3 separate regions of the Danio rerio genome follow, and regions 1 and 3 are each linked to region 2. The links are chromatin contacts, called in public Hi-C and HiCAR-type maps. All regions are on one chromosome and are shown on one strand. Each heading gives the region's core, a stretch centred on a gene start, on an enhancer-like site or on the middle of the called end of the contact. The rest is flanking DNA. Distances are from core to core; before and after follow the strand shown.

Region 1 (4,775 bases), core at 1,582-4,081, 130 kb after region 2:
GGAAAAAAAGTATAAAAAAGCAAGACAAATTGCTAGTTCATGCTAGGTTTTGCTAGTTAGTCTATTTGTTAACTCAGAAAGTTAAAAGTCACTCACCCACGTGTTTTACTTTCATTCTTATTTTAAGAAATGCATCACCAAAATTAGTCAGACGTAAATTTGAGTGAGTAAATGATACTAGATCTTTCATTTTGGGGCGAACCACTTCTTTTCAGCTTATATCTGTGAAGATGATCGAGTAAAATACTACATTTCATTCATTCATTTTCTTTTTGGCTTAGTTACTTTATTAATCTGGGGTCACCACAGTGGAATGAACCACCAACTTATCAGCATATGTTTTACACAGCGGATGTCCTTCCAGCCGCAACCCATCACGGGGAAACATCCATGCACACTCATTCACTACGGACAATTCACTTTTACCACATGTCTTTAGACAGTTGGGAAAACATGGAGCACCCAGAGGAAACCCACGCAAACACGGAGAGAACATACAGCAATACAGCTAAAAGTTTGAATGTTTTACGAAAATAAAAAAAATTATTTTCTATGTCAGAATAATATAAAAAAAACTGCCTATAGATCTGTAAAAATGACAAAGGGACTTTAATATATACACCAGGCCAGTAGGTGGCAATGTCACAAAAATAAAACAATATTCATCTATACACATACAGTGTTTGCATGTAAACTAGTTATATGGTTATAGTAGATTAGCTATATAGTTTGAACATACTGTATAGTATGCGTGCATCTGAGATAAACCGTTTCTGAATGCATTTGAGAGACACTTTTTTGACATCTTTTTGTGTCTTATTTTGAAAACTGTCTGCAAAAGTTTGTAGTTTAAACTGCTGTCAAGTAAAGGAATATCTAAAATGCTTCAACGGTTTTACATTTTTTGTTGAAGTGAGTAAATCGCAACTCAAAGAATGAATTTCAGAACAAACCTAAAATAGCTGTGTGAAAATGTAATGCAAGGAATGAAATCTCATTTTGCCAGCATGCAGCTTACGAGAAAAGGCCCAAATATCGTCACAACATATAAAGGGAATTCTTTATTTTACTGCATAAAGTAAGAGGTGACATGGTGCCACAGTGTTCAGAGGCACCCAAATGTTTGATTGAATTCCCGTCGCATTCCACATGATCAGGCGTTTCTTAGGAGCTGCTTCACAGACCTCCTGTGCCAGAAAGGCATGTTACTGGCAGACGCTCCTGGAGCCAGAATAGCAGGAGCTAATCAACAGGAAGGAGAAAGATTTGGCCGGGAATCCCAAATACTTGAATCGAATGACAGAAATGAATGTGAGGAACCCCTGACTAGAGTGCCTGGATGCCAAAACCAGACAGGGGTTCCTCACAGGTCTTTACACCAGTCTATTGGAATGAAAAGAGCATTCAGTGATGCCATTGTATGAAATTAATTAGGATCATTCATTCATTCATTTTCTTGTCGGCTTAGTCCCTTTATTAATCTGGGGTCGCCACAGCGGAAAGAACCACCAACTTATCCAGCACATTTTTACGCAGCAGATCCCCTTCCAGCCGCAACCCATCTCTGGGAAACATCCACACACACATTCACACACATACACTACGGACAGTTTAGTTTACTCAACTCACCTGTATCGCATGTCTATGGACTGTGGGGGAAACCGGAGCACCCGGAGGAAACCCACACGAATGCATGGAGAACATGCAAACTCCACACAGAGACGCCAACTGAGCCGAGGATCAAACCAGCGACCTTTTTGCTGTGAGACGACAGCACTACCTACTGCGCCACTGTGTCACCCAATTATAATTATGATAGTTTTTTTTTCATTTTCTTTGTTTTAATAATTCTTTAACCCAACACTATGATATAGGCTACATTATTTATTTTGTATGTGGAAAAAAATAACAAGCAGAATGGTGTTTATGAGGATTTTGTCAGTTGTTAATCAAACTAATGTTAATTTTTATTGCTGTAAAATAAGTTTAATTGCACTGAAATCTCCTACATTTTCCTAATGTTCATATAGTAATTATAACTGTTTAAATAAAGAAATGGAATAATATGATATAATATAATATATAAGCAATGAGAAAAGAGGATTTATGTGATTGAGTAAACAGTTTTATTCTGCAAACTATTGATGGCATTCCTTTATAATTATAGCAAAGAATGTAAATGCGTGTGTGTGTGTGTGTGTGTGTGTGTGTGTGTGTGTGTGTGTGTGTGCGTGTGCGTGTGCGTGTGTGTGTATGTATATATATATATATATATATATATATATATATATATATATATATATATATATATATATATATATATATATATATATATATATTCATCTGCTTTTATAATTCTCAGTACAAATAAAATATTGATTAATAAAACCACATTAGATACATGTATGAGTAGAATCAAGATTAAACATCTTGGAACTGTGTGCCCCATTTCAGCTAATAAACTTCCAAACTCGTCTAATGCATGAGTGCGCGTGGTGCGCGCTCACGCATATTCCCGTTGCATTAACAGAACTATCAATGTATCTAGAGGTCAGAGTACAGAGAATCCTGCTCCCCAGAGACTAGAGCCTACAGCGCGGACTGGGCACGCTTAAAGACCATGTACGTGTCTGCAGTGGAACAAAAAATAAAAATAACAATGTATATCCTCCACTATGCTCTTTCACTACTTTAAGAACCACAATATGATTCATAATCTAGTGTCAGACAACATTATTATTTGTTTTTGTTACTTGATAACATCAAACTCCAGTCCGGGTTTTTGCTGTGATCCTCTCTTCAATTTACTGTGTGTGCTTTCAGAGCCGTAGCGCGCACTGACAACCTTCGGGGTTCCTCCGCGGCTCACTTGTGTGTATGTTGTGACAGTGAGGCTTTTTTACTGCAGTAAAGCGAATCGACGTTCGGTCAGTACATTTGAGAGAATCTTTTCATAACATAATGCGTGACTTGATTTTAATGGACCGTTGGGTACTTTTGAGACATTCAAGAGAGAAAGAATTTTAATTAACTTAGGCACTATTTCGCTCATCTGCCCTGTCTCTTACACATACAATGCATTCCTGTGTTGCTCCGCGCGTGATGTGGCCGGGCCTGCCTGCTGTTCCTGTAAACTCCCGCCTTAACTAAAGCAGGCTGAAGCACAAGAGAAATGCAGCTGAAGCAGAGCTGATGATAGAAAGTGTGCCTCTATACACATTAGAGTTGGGTTGCTGTGTACAGAATGGAGGCTGTTGTTTTGAATTGTACATTTTAAATAACATTTATACTACAATTTAACAGAAAGTAAAAAAAAAAATTAAGCAATTAATTTTAACAAAAATTATCACGATTGTTTATCATATGGCATGGCATTACTCGTTGAATCTTGGAGTACAATGTAAAATAGGGGTAAGTATGGTAAAAATCATACAGTATCCTACTGTGGTTTACTCTCTGATACCATGATGACAGTGCTTTTTCCTGAAGGTAGCAGGCCTTTTACTAAAATTGTATTATGTTATAGAATAATTATAGTTCACTTAATAATAACAAAATACCTTCTATTATTACTTGGTGTCAACATTTCATGGCATAATAGTTGCCATTACGTTAACCACTTTGTCATCTCACTATCAAAAACATGATGAATAGATGGACAAATGTAAGATAAAAAATTCGGAGACTAATAATTCATAATATTTTTGTAGCCCCATGTTAACACTATGTTCATTACTGTGATATATTCTATTATTGAATCCCACACATTCCTACTCTTATGTTATTCAAAACAAATAAGCTATTTATTTTTGTTATGGAGGACAAAAAGTCTTTTAAATAGACAAACTTTAACTCTTAAATTGTACACTAGGCACTGCGCTCTAAAACAGTATGCAAGACGTACTTCTGGGGAGATCCTGAAGACTACATCCAATGGACACCAAGCCATGGGAAAGAATTTACAAATGAAAGTAAAGCAAGGAAACCTATTCGGGTAGGTGATGTGGTAATGACAAGATGGTGGAATATGTCCGAATTTAAATCATATTCGTACTATAGAACATATGTTTAAAGTTTAAATTTAGTTACATTACCTAGTCGGAATGTGTTTTTGAATGAGCCATTTCTCTATTCCACATATTAAATAGGTAAATAAACACAAGGCCTGTTCTCACTAAGAACTATAATCCACAACAACAGACAATAACATTGTTATTCCAAGTGTTTGCTAACTGTGTGATTCTAACTGAAATGTATGGGTTTTATCATTCACCTGCTTGAAAAAATTGTTTGAAAGTGATTTCAACCATATCCATCCTCTATAGATGTGTATTTCCGTATATTCTCAAACATTTAGATTAATTTGAAAAACATCATAGATATTGGCATTATAGTTATCATCTTTGGTGTGTCCTCTCTGTACTAGTTTAGGTGCGTTTTTGTCCTTTTTGATACGTTCAATTTATAGAAATGTGTAAGAACTTTTACAATTCTCCTTTTGTCCTCCACTGAATGACTAGTCTGGAATAACTTTCAGATATTTTCTTTTTCAGTGAACTTTTCTTTTATTGAACCCTATGTCTATGAGCTACACTTTTATATACAATAAAGAATGGCGATTGCATTTATCAATGGAACGATCCTTCACTGACCTCAATCAGATTTTCAAAACACTTTCCTTCAAAACTTTTCTCTATGACATTTATTAACTCTATGCGTTAGGATTTAAAGGTCCAGAATGGAAAGTGAGCGATATATCTTCCCCTCAGTCTCGC
Region 2 (5,164 bases), core at 967-3,466:
CTTTAAGCATGTTCAACGTGCTTTAAGGTCGCGCTCATCAACCATTTTATCAGAGGATGACAAACTAACAAAACATAGCTGCAGTTCCGATACAAGTTTTATTTAAAGAGAAATAAAAGCACTTGGTGTTCGGGTGTCTTGTGTTTGTCTGAGGTAAAGGGAATGTGTTTATTCCATACAAAGTATGAATCTGATCAGTCAGTTCTTGTTAAGTGACTCGCGGTGCGGCATTCAGAAAAGCTACATTCAAAGTTTGTCTGAAAAGAGATATTTTCAACTAGGTGCGCATGGAATACGTGCACACTTAATATGCGCACACAATACAAGCACCTCCAGTGGAAATCATGGACTTGTACACGCAAAAGGCACAATATGTAAATGGCCTATTTCAAGGCAGTGACACAAACAAGTCTATGATCTATGCATGTCAAAACAAATCTGTAGACGCACATGCAACTACTTCTGATACTTGGTCAAGCAAAATATTGGAGGCTTGACTTTGACAGCATGTGCGAGCACACATATACATAATCATGTATACATGCAAGTACACAGTATTTTATTTATTTGTTTTGGCACATGTCTGTTTAAGAGGTAGTTTTTAGTTTATTTTTTGTCTTTTGTCTGTTTTAGAGACACGTTACATGTCTTTGATAAAGATCTAATTGATTTCCTTTTGAAATATGTTTCAGGTTTACACTGTAAACACAAATTCTGCCTGTCTATGACAAAATCGTGATAAAAATCAAAAATCGCAATATAGTTCAAAAATCGTGATTTATTTGCCATTATCACACAGCCATAGGCTTCAATGATTTGATTGTAAAAGTCGTGATTTCTTATGTGAAATGTTTGAAAACACATGTATTATAGTTTTACAGTAATAACTTCATAAAAAAATATGTTTTTAGTTTAAACTACGCTCTTCACTAATAAACAGCTGTTAGTTGCAGCATAACCGATGTCCTGAACAAAAACAAGTATCTTACAAATGAATATGATGGCTCAGAAAACATATCTCAGTGTTAGCATAACGCAAACTGTTTAATTACAGTCAATGAGCACAACATATCCATATAATGAAAAGGCAATGTAAAAATAAAAAAGTAACAATAAAAGCACTAGACATGCTAATAATGTCTTTATAAATATTTCAAGATTTTTGTTCTAGTGTCTGTGTGGCAGCCATTTTATGTTGAGATTAGCACCAATGCTAGCCTGCATGTCAACACTCGAAACAGGGAAAACATAGCTTGTTTAAAGACACATTTGCTTGTCCCGAAACAGCTTTCAAAATCAATTCGACTCAGGTACTCTGAAAAATATGCTTCTATCAGAAAATAGGCCAGCGAGTTGTGATGAATATCAACACAAGTCACAAGGCAGCCATGTTGTTTCACAGGCACCTGAGAGAAGCTCAAAAGGGAGAAGGTCCAAGTGATTTACAAATCCTACAGAAAATGCATTCTGATGTGGGAAATGCTGTTTGTGATGTTTTATTAACAGCGGTCATGATGAGGTGAAGGGAAATCCTGTCAGCCGCGAGAAACACAAGCAGACCACAAGTGGAGGGGATCTACAGTTCAGAATACAGTCACAGACTCTGTCTGACCCGTGTTGGCTCTGTGCTCATCCACTCCCTCGCCTTTTCCTGTTCACACAAACTTCCACACACACATATGCCCATTCATCTGTTGCCAAAACGGTAGAATGAGGAAAGGCAGAGAAGGAGGGAGGAAAGGGGGACTGAGGGAAAAAAGCACACACGCGCAGCTGCATGTGTGAGGTTGCCATAGAAACTGTCTCCACGTGCTTGACACATTAGTGCAAAGCAGAACCCACCCCCTCTTCCCCCTTCGCTCCTATTCTATGGTGCTGAGGTCACAGTGCAGTCACACACACACACACACTCTCTCTCACATCACTGTCAACTAACACTACAGGGCATCACGGTGCCTGGATGAGTGACACATCCTGCAGACGTCAATCAAGTTGAAGCAAGCCCTGCCACAGCAGGCCAGATGCACTCACACACATACAGTAGATTATTTCAACGATTACAAACACTAACTCTTGCTCCTCACACCAAATCAGAGCAGGATTCAGCTTTCAAATGTCTCTTCCCAAGAAAGGAGGACTCGATTGTAGCGATCTGTGTTTGTGCAGATCTCATCCATGAGGGGGAGCTACCAGCCCACTGACTGTGAGAATGATTGGAGAGAAAGAGAGAGAAAGGGCCCAGCCTCAACCAGCAGCCATTACTGCCTCACTCTCAGCACATACACAGAGACTCTTCTCGGATAGCAGCATCCTTCCTGCTGCTCCATGTTTTAGGGTTAGGGATGTGATCAGGCTCTGGTTATCTACTGAAATGCTGAAGGTAATCCCAGAAAACAGAATATGATGATTTATGGATTGCCTCTTTTGGCCTGACGCTGAGAACAACCACTACCAAAAGCAACCCAGCAACCATTAAGCAATGTGCAGTCATACATCATAGCTATGACAATTGAAAAAAAAGTGAAATCTAGTATTGGGTGTGGGTGATTTTATTGTAAAGTACAACTGGCTGCAACGTTTGCATGATTTATTATCATATATGTGAGTGTAATAAAATGTTCTTCCAGGTAGATGTGCTCTTTTAAAAAATAATCAAGAAAAACAAGAAGAATAAAGGTCTGTGGTGCCATTTGTTACTTTTAAAGTGAAACAATTAAGCTTTAGTGATTATATCTCAATAAAGTTAACAACAAACTATTGTTAAATGGGTTTGAACCCGATTAATCAAGTGGTTCTACAACTCGCATTGTAAAAAGAGTGCCAAGTTGTACTTGCTCAAATCCACTGGAATTAGGCCTCATTTGCACCTTGGTGTTAACATAGATTTTCTGACTAGTGGTTATCAAAGGCATCATTTGGCTTTCTGAATTCTTCGTGCATCTCTTGTGACCACTGTTTAGGTTTTCAAGTTTCATCCCTCTGATTTCTTCACGCTCTTCATCTTCATCAGAAACACGTAAGCATTTCTGAATGTTAAACCATGTTATGCAGCTTACAGGCAAGAGGAAAAGCAAGTCCATAAGCAGCATGTGGAAGTCAACTGCAATTTCAATCAGATTATGTGTGCAAACTAGTGAAGTATGAATACCTTGGTTTTATGAACTTTTGCTGAAAATATACAACAATCGCATGTTTGGATTAGCTGGTGGACATTTGTGGCTGTTCAGGTGCATTCGACCATATGAACAGTTACAGCTTGGCAATATGGCTAAAATGCAATATCTATAATTATTTTCCCTATTGAACAATAACGATAAATATTTTCATATAAGTTGTTAATGCTTCCAGAGTAAAAGAGCAGCCCAACAATGACTAAAGCCCCAAAAATTAGAGGGTCCATTAAATGGCATAAGATTTTTGGCAGATACATTTTCGGTGGGCTAAAACTCAGTACATCTCTAATATCAACACACGTTTACATTCCCAATATTGCACAATTCTGCTGTGTGATTGGTTCTTAGATCAATATAGGGTAAAGAAAAGACCAAAGCTTATCATTGTTATGGGGATCTATTTTATCATGATTCAATATTATATCGTTTATCCATCCAGGCCTAGTTTCAAGTACCCCTCAAAGGGGCTGAAAGTAGACAATCAAAACAATTCACAGGCCATTTACACCTTTATTTATGACTGCCTAATTGTGATCTTATGAATTTCTTATATAGTGATGCCAGGGTCTTATGTTCGAGCTATTGAACTCTGCTAGTAATCCTTGATGCTTCCACCAGTCTGCATTTTCACCATTAGTTGAGCTGAAACAGCATGGAGCAAGTTGAACTCTAAGCTGAGCCTGTTAAAACAGAGAAGAATCTTTTATGAAGGCTCTCTCACTTTTCACGCTCAGTCTTTTTCTCAAGTCACCCAAGACTAATGCTCAAATATACTGCCTGCTGGCATTGCATTTTGGTCACTATTTTGAGCCAAGTTATAAATACTCCTATTAAATAATGCTTCTCAAAAAAAAATAAATAAATAAATAAAAAGATCAAGACCCAAGTGGGTCTTGGCACTGTTTAACACGTCCCATATGAACGCCCCCTAATCCCTTCTGGAGGGCTGCCCCGGACTGAAAGTCACCATGAACAGCGATTCACAAATAAAATATTAAGCCCTGTTTTGCCCTGTCTGTGTTACTAAATTTCACTTAGTATGAAATGTCTTCAAGTAATGCAAAACATATCAAGTGATGGAACTACAGTTTTCATGATTAATCTTTGTGGTCACTTCCAAGTGTGCATACCCGACCCATCCTAAACGCTCTTGCGCATATCCAGAATCTTAATAAATCAGGCTTAGAATACATAAATACTAATGTGATTGAGACGGTTCGCACATGGAGACAGGCACTATGGCTGAGCTTTTCTGGTTTGGTGTTACACGTGTAGTCAGATTCTCATTTTTTGTTTGTTTACCAAGTCTAATTAAATATGTGTGTGTATGCTAATGTTATGTCATACATATGTTTTATAAATTAGCATGTAGGAAGACAATTAAGCCATTATATGTTTGTTTATGTGGGAGGACAATTAGGCTATCCATTTGAGATGTTTCATGGGACTGCTTCTTTTGGTGCATTGCTTCCATGGCAACAGTGACTTCTCTGATTGGTTGAATTCTATTCAGCATTATGGGTAATAAAGTTCTTCAGGTGGAATTCTATAATTAAGCACATTTTTGGAAAATAATAAAAAATAAAAATAAATCAGTTGAAACCCCACTTACTATAGGCTTTTACAGAAACACACATCATCACTTAAACTCAGAGCTCCTGGCGTGTCTTGAAACCTCTTACACATTAATCACCACAACTCAATTTATCCATGGGGGAAAGTGAATGGGATTTTTCCGGAACCCGACTGTTGCGCTATATGCCACGGTCACTCTCTCCAAGAGTGATTGAATGTCTGTGATTGGATTTACCAGTAAACCAATCAAAGCTGGAGCCAAAGTCTGACGAATGCTTTCGTTGTCTTTTGGTATTTGTCATTATTTTTGGGTTAATAATTACTGTAGCAGTTTAAATATGTTCAAATTACTGTAATGACTGAGATTCCACGAAAAAAAAAAAAAAAACTTCAGTGACGCACTGACTAATTTCGTG
Region 3 (4,922 bases), core at 1,260-3,759, 170 kb after region 2:
CTTGTGTGATGTAAAATAAATTTGGGTTCATCAGACCAAGAAACATTTTTCACTTTTCCAAGGTCTCACTTCCAATGCTTGCACATTGTAGGTGCTTTCGAATGTGAGCATCATAGGCAATCTGACAAGTATAAAAAGGTAAAAGTCAACAACGTTAAGATATTTGGAACAATAAAAGTAGCAAAAATTTAGCAAAAATAAGCAATAGTTCAGAAAAAAATTAAAAACAATATAGAGAACATACACACTAAGGTTGTTATAGTCTTACATTTTTTTTATTTAAATATATAGTTTAATTTTATATTTTACATAAATTTCAGTTTAGTTTTTGTTGATTTATTTAATAATTTTGTTAATTTTAGTTGTTTTTATTTTGTGAACACATTTTTATTTAGTTTGTATATATTTAGTTTCAGTTTTAGTTTTAGTAATTCCAGTTTAGCAGAGTTAACAGAATACATTTAATGTCAAAAATAGTAATTTTTTTGTGTTTGCACAGCTTACAATAACCTTGTTCAAACAGAACCTGAACCCAAAACCACACAAATTCAACGTAAATAAAAACAAAAAATAAGTCTTTGATTCACACGTACACGTTCAATATGGCAAGTTTACATCTTTTTGACAAATAAAGAAAATATGTTTGTCTGTAAAAGTGCTACAGGCAGTTCCTCTAAACAACTGTAGGTCAGAATTCCCACCACAGAATGACTGCTTACTGATTCTGAATAAAAAAAGTTTTTTCTTTTTGCTAATTATTGTTTTTATTTCAGTTAGATTTGACTATTTTTTTTTTATTCATTATGATTTTTAAAATGTTATTTCAGTTAACAAAAATCTTTTTGACCAATAGTTTTAGTCGTGCTTAATTTGTAAATAAATAATTCCCAGAACAAAATTAGAACATAAATGTTCTGACCGATGTTTACCAGAACATGAGGTTACTAAGCAGTTATAGCGAGAAAAAAAACCAAAACGCATCACATTTCTGAACGGTCATTAATTATTTTGTGCTATATAACATTAAAAGTCAGTCATCATGGTTAATAAAAACGTGTAGCTACAAACATAAATCATATGAACAATCACTATTCAGTTCACTTCACTATTATGTGTCAAGTGAATAACGAATAAAGAAATCACCCACTCAGACTAATCTTTAAGAAGAGCCCACAGTTACCTCTTCTGTCATGTTTTCTGCCTGACTTGAGATCGCTTTACTTCTGTCTCCTGCTATCCTGATCCATTTGTGCAGTTTCATCTTCTTAAGATGTCTTTTGATCAGCCTCACTATCAGACCTACTCATGGTTCTAAAAAAATTATAATAAGTGTGACTGCATCTTTGCCAATTTGAAAAATACAAATATTATTTAGATGGGCTACTATGCCATTATTTATTGTCGCTGCTCACTGCACGCGAAACAATAATCACCGACCAATGCGAGTGATTGTAAACATAAGAATAGTTTTGCTTTGATTTGCGCATGGTGACTACCGTCGTGTCTGCGCGCGCACACAATCCTCACAACCTTCGCTTGCATTCACATTCTCTCTCTCTCACACACACGTAGTTATTCATCGTGCATAAGTTAATGCCGTATCCATTAAAATAAATACAGAAATGCAAAAAACGAATATCGGACATTTTCCGGAACAGGATCCTGCAAGATTTGGCTCAAATTAATCACTGGTTTTAGTCTTATGTTTACGTCACTTGTTCTTGATTACTCGGGGTATGTTTTACCTCAATTACCGTTTTTCACTTGTAGTTAATTTTCAGAATGCAAAGATTTATTTGAGGTGAATTTCACAAACATGTCACGCATTTCACATAATTCACACCCAATGGATCTACTCAGCCATTTGCAGTGACTTGGTTTGTAATTTAATCAGGGGAATACTTAATTCTGCGTATGAACCCAGAATTAGTTTTAGTTCATGTTTACTAAAATAACCCACACACTTAAACACAGACTTCACACCACACACACTGACGCCATCTTTCTGTTGTGCCAAGGGCACCTCAGTCTTGGGCACTGAGGGTAGAGGAGAGCACTGTTCACTCCCCGCACCAATTCCTGCCAGCACTGAGAACTAAATCCGTAACTCTTTGCTGATATGTTAAAACAGCCTGTTTTCATATCATATTAACAAATATGTCTGTTTAAGGTGAAATAAAATTCCCATGAAAATCAATCAAGCTGAAGTACACATCATGATTGTTCAACAGAGGAAATAAGCGCAATATCTCCAGCAAAAGTCAGGTGCCAACCAAACAGTTGATGCGAAACCCTTGGCATTTAGGGTTCAAGAGGGGCTTTTCAGAATATTATTGCACAGAGCCAGATTCTCCGTCCTATTCCCCTCCCACTCACTTCACCTCTCACTGCAGGCAATTCAATTACCTCTCATGCAAATTACGGGCGCTTTCATTTGGAAAGCCACGCCTGGGCGCCTCATAAGACTTTCTTACTCCCTGATCTCCCTTAATTAGCCCGCTAATGCACCCGTTTGTCATGCTTCTGAGCGCCTGAAAGCAGCATGAAGAATGGAGGCACTTTTGATGGAGGGATGATGACAAGAGGGGAAGGAGCGAGGGGTGGGGGGGTTTAGCCAAGGAGAGGGAAGGATGGGTAGACAGACAAAAATAGCACAAGACCCCAGACGGCAATGCTGAAAGTGTAGTGAGTGGAAAAATGGCCTTTAACACATGGATCAATAGCGCTGTTGTTGAGCATCAAACATCCTCCTCTGTGTCGCTGAATGTGTAAACAGGTCTACTCAAAGACGAGAGCCTTATAATTGTCGGCTGTGAGTGCACAAACATAACTTTCAAATACCCTCTACATTACATGTGATATACTTTACCAACACATTAAGCAAGTTGTTTTGAGTGGCTATTTTGCTCCACATTGTGAAGTTGATCTGATTGTTTTTAGCCTTGTGAATGTGTTAAAGTAGTTGGGGTGTGTTATGAGTGGTTGTCATAGTGTTGCTACTTTTGTGTTGTTGCTGTTGTGAAAAATTCTTTTTTTGCTGCACATTTTAATGCAGTTGCAAGGATTACAGGCATGTTGTCAGTGATTGACATGATGTTGTTAAAGGTGTATCAGGTGATCTGCCTAAATGCTAATGGTTTAGCATAATATCTTTCAAATACAATCCCTCCCCTGCTGTCCAAAGCCACACCTCCAGAAATCATGAACACACACTTTTAAGATGACAGAGATCTATCGGTGCAATAGCCGAGTGGTTAGCGTGTTGACATATAGTACAGTAGCACATCAAGGCATCCAGAGTTTGAATCCTGGCTTGAGGACATTTCCCAACCTTACCTCCCTCTCTCTCTCTCTTCCTCTTCGCTTCCTCTCTTATCTAATATTTTTTAGAAAATAAATAAATGACAGAGATCTACTAGAATCTGTCATTCACCAGTTCAAAAACTTAAAGTAGTTTATTATACTACAATTCCAAACAAAAAACTGTATCATATCAAGCACATTTTTAGTTGTAGCAAGCAAAACTTTTCATTATGTGCAATATTTTATGCATACAAGGATTGCTGGTCTCACTCTCTCACGCACTTGGTCCTAAAGCGACTTAAAGGAAAAAGGAATTACACTTATTACTAAGCCATACTTACGTGCTATTTCAGATCGAATATTCAAAGTAGCATGGTAAACAATATAGGGAGCGTGTCAGAGGTTGTCATTGTTCAAATATTAACCAATGTAAATGTAACAGAGGCCAGCTAGTAAAGTGCTGTGACCTCTAAGAGGTGCTGTAGCGACAGACGGGTTTTTAGCCTGCTTGGTAAAGCAAGGTTCAATCCCAGCTCAGAGTGGATTGGGTGCTGTAGAACTGGCTGGGTTACATTGGTGCCGTGACCCTGATGGGAGGGAGGTTTAATAATAATAATAATAATTCCTTACATTTATATAGCACTTTTCTGGGCACTCAAAGCACTTTACACAATGGGTGTGGTGGGGGGGGGGGGGATTGGGGAATCTCCTCATCCACCACCAGTGAGCAGTATAGCGTCCCCGTCACTATACTTGGGCATTAGGACCCACACAGACCGCAGGTTGGGCGCCCCCTACTGGCCTCACTAACACCACTTACAGCAGCAACCTAGCTTTCCCATGTGGTCTCCCATCCAGGTACTGACCGGGCGCAGCCCTGCTTAGCTTCAGTGGGCGACCATGTGAGAGTTGCAGAGAGCTAGCTGCCGGCTGAACTCCAGTTCAGAGGCCAGCTATGCAGGTAAACGTCACGGCTCTTACCTCTAAAGGTGTTCTAGCTTTCGATCCCAGCTCAAAGTGGGTTGGGTGGTGTAGGACCAGTGGGGTTACATAAACATACAACCAACTTCAGCTCAGTAAAACAGGCTAGGTAAAATAGCGCTATAGACTTATGTTTTGTTGTTAAACTAAATAAATATCTAAATTATTGATGCTTTAAAAGCGACCATTTGAAACTTTATTTAATCACATCAATCTTGAGCTGGAAGATTTCAGTGGCTGAACAACACTTCTGCACGTCACCCATTCGTAAACAAAATCAACACAAGCTTTGCGTGACTAAACTAATTTAAAAGCATAACATAACCTGTCTAAAAGAAATACTTCAGCCATGGTGTCATCCTCCCTCCAGCGTGCAAAAGTAACTCCAGTATTGATTCAGGATTTTAAAAAGGTTTGATTCAGCATTTGTTTTTACCGATGTCACTTGTGCACGTGCAAACAGCGGATCTGCATGAATGGCTGCGCAGATGTAAAAATCTACATTTGTTGACAGTTTGGGCTACTCATCAGAATTATGGCAATTATCAGCCTGACAGATTTAAATTGGATGAACATAGTCTTATGCCTTATCCAGAATATAAAATCACAATTCAATACATTTAGATCATTTATTTTAT

What was found. A called contact is a pair of places that touch in the nucleus more often than the background predicts. HiCAR-type assays count read pairs that join an accessible place to other places.
Region 1: a contact with region 2 is called in a HiCAR-type map of caudal fin, with 7 times the contacts expected there. The contact joins two enhancer-like sites. A contact is called at or near these places in 6 of 18 Hi-C or Micro-C datasets (caudal fin, embryo, hematopoietic stem cells and 2 more) and 1 of 4 datasets of contacts at active chromatin or transcription factors (caudal fin).
Region 3: a Hi-C map of an unstated tissue shows a contact between it and region 2, with 4 times the contacts expected there. The contact joins two enhancer-like sites. A contact is called at or near these places in 1 of 18 Hi-C or Micro-C datasets (an unstated tissue) and 1 of 4 datasets of contacts at active chromatin or transcription factors (caudal fin).

What each region holds. Positions count from the first base shown.
Region 1 is chr19:15,417,812-15,422,586 of GRCz12tu, reverse strand. No RefSeq gene overlaps it. Among named protein-coding and RNA genes, the nearest start is that of arid1ab, 74 kb to the left of the region's middle. Within about 2 kb of position 2,831, at least 60 of the 62 cell types and tissues checked have an H3K27ac peak or open chromatin away from gene starts, as enhancers often do. A contact at or near this core is called in caudal fin and skeletal muscle, where this site is marked.
Region 2 is chr19:15,550,478-15,555,641 of GRCz12tu, reverse strand. All of the region lies in intron 4 of arid1ab (AT-rich interactive domain 1Ab), which reads right to left. Among named protein-coding and RNA genes, the nearest start is that of zdhhc18b, 45 kb to the left of the region's middle. Within about 2 kb of position 2,216, at least 28 of the 62 cell types and tissues checked have an H3K27ac peak or open chromatin away from gene starts, as enhancers often do. A contact at or near this core is called in caudal fin and skeletal muscle, where this site is marked.
Region 3 is chr19:15,385,133-15,390,054 of GRCz12tu, reverse strand. No RefSeq gene overlaps it. Among named protein-coding and RNA genes, the nearest start is that of tbxta, 54 kb to the right of the region's middle. Within about 2 kb of position 2,509, at least 3 of the 62 cell types and tissues checked have an H3K27ac peak or open chromatin away from gene starts, as enhancers often do.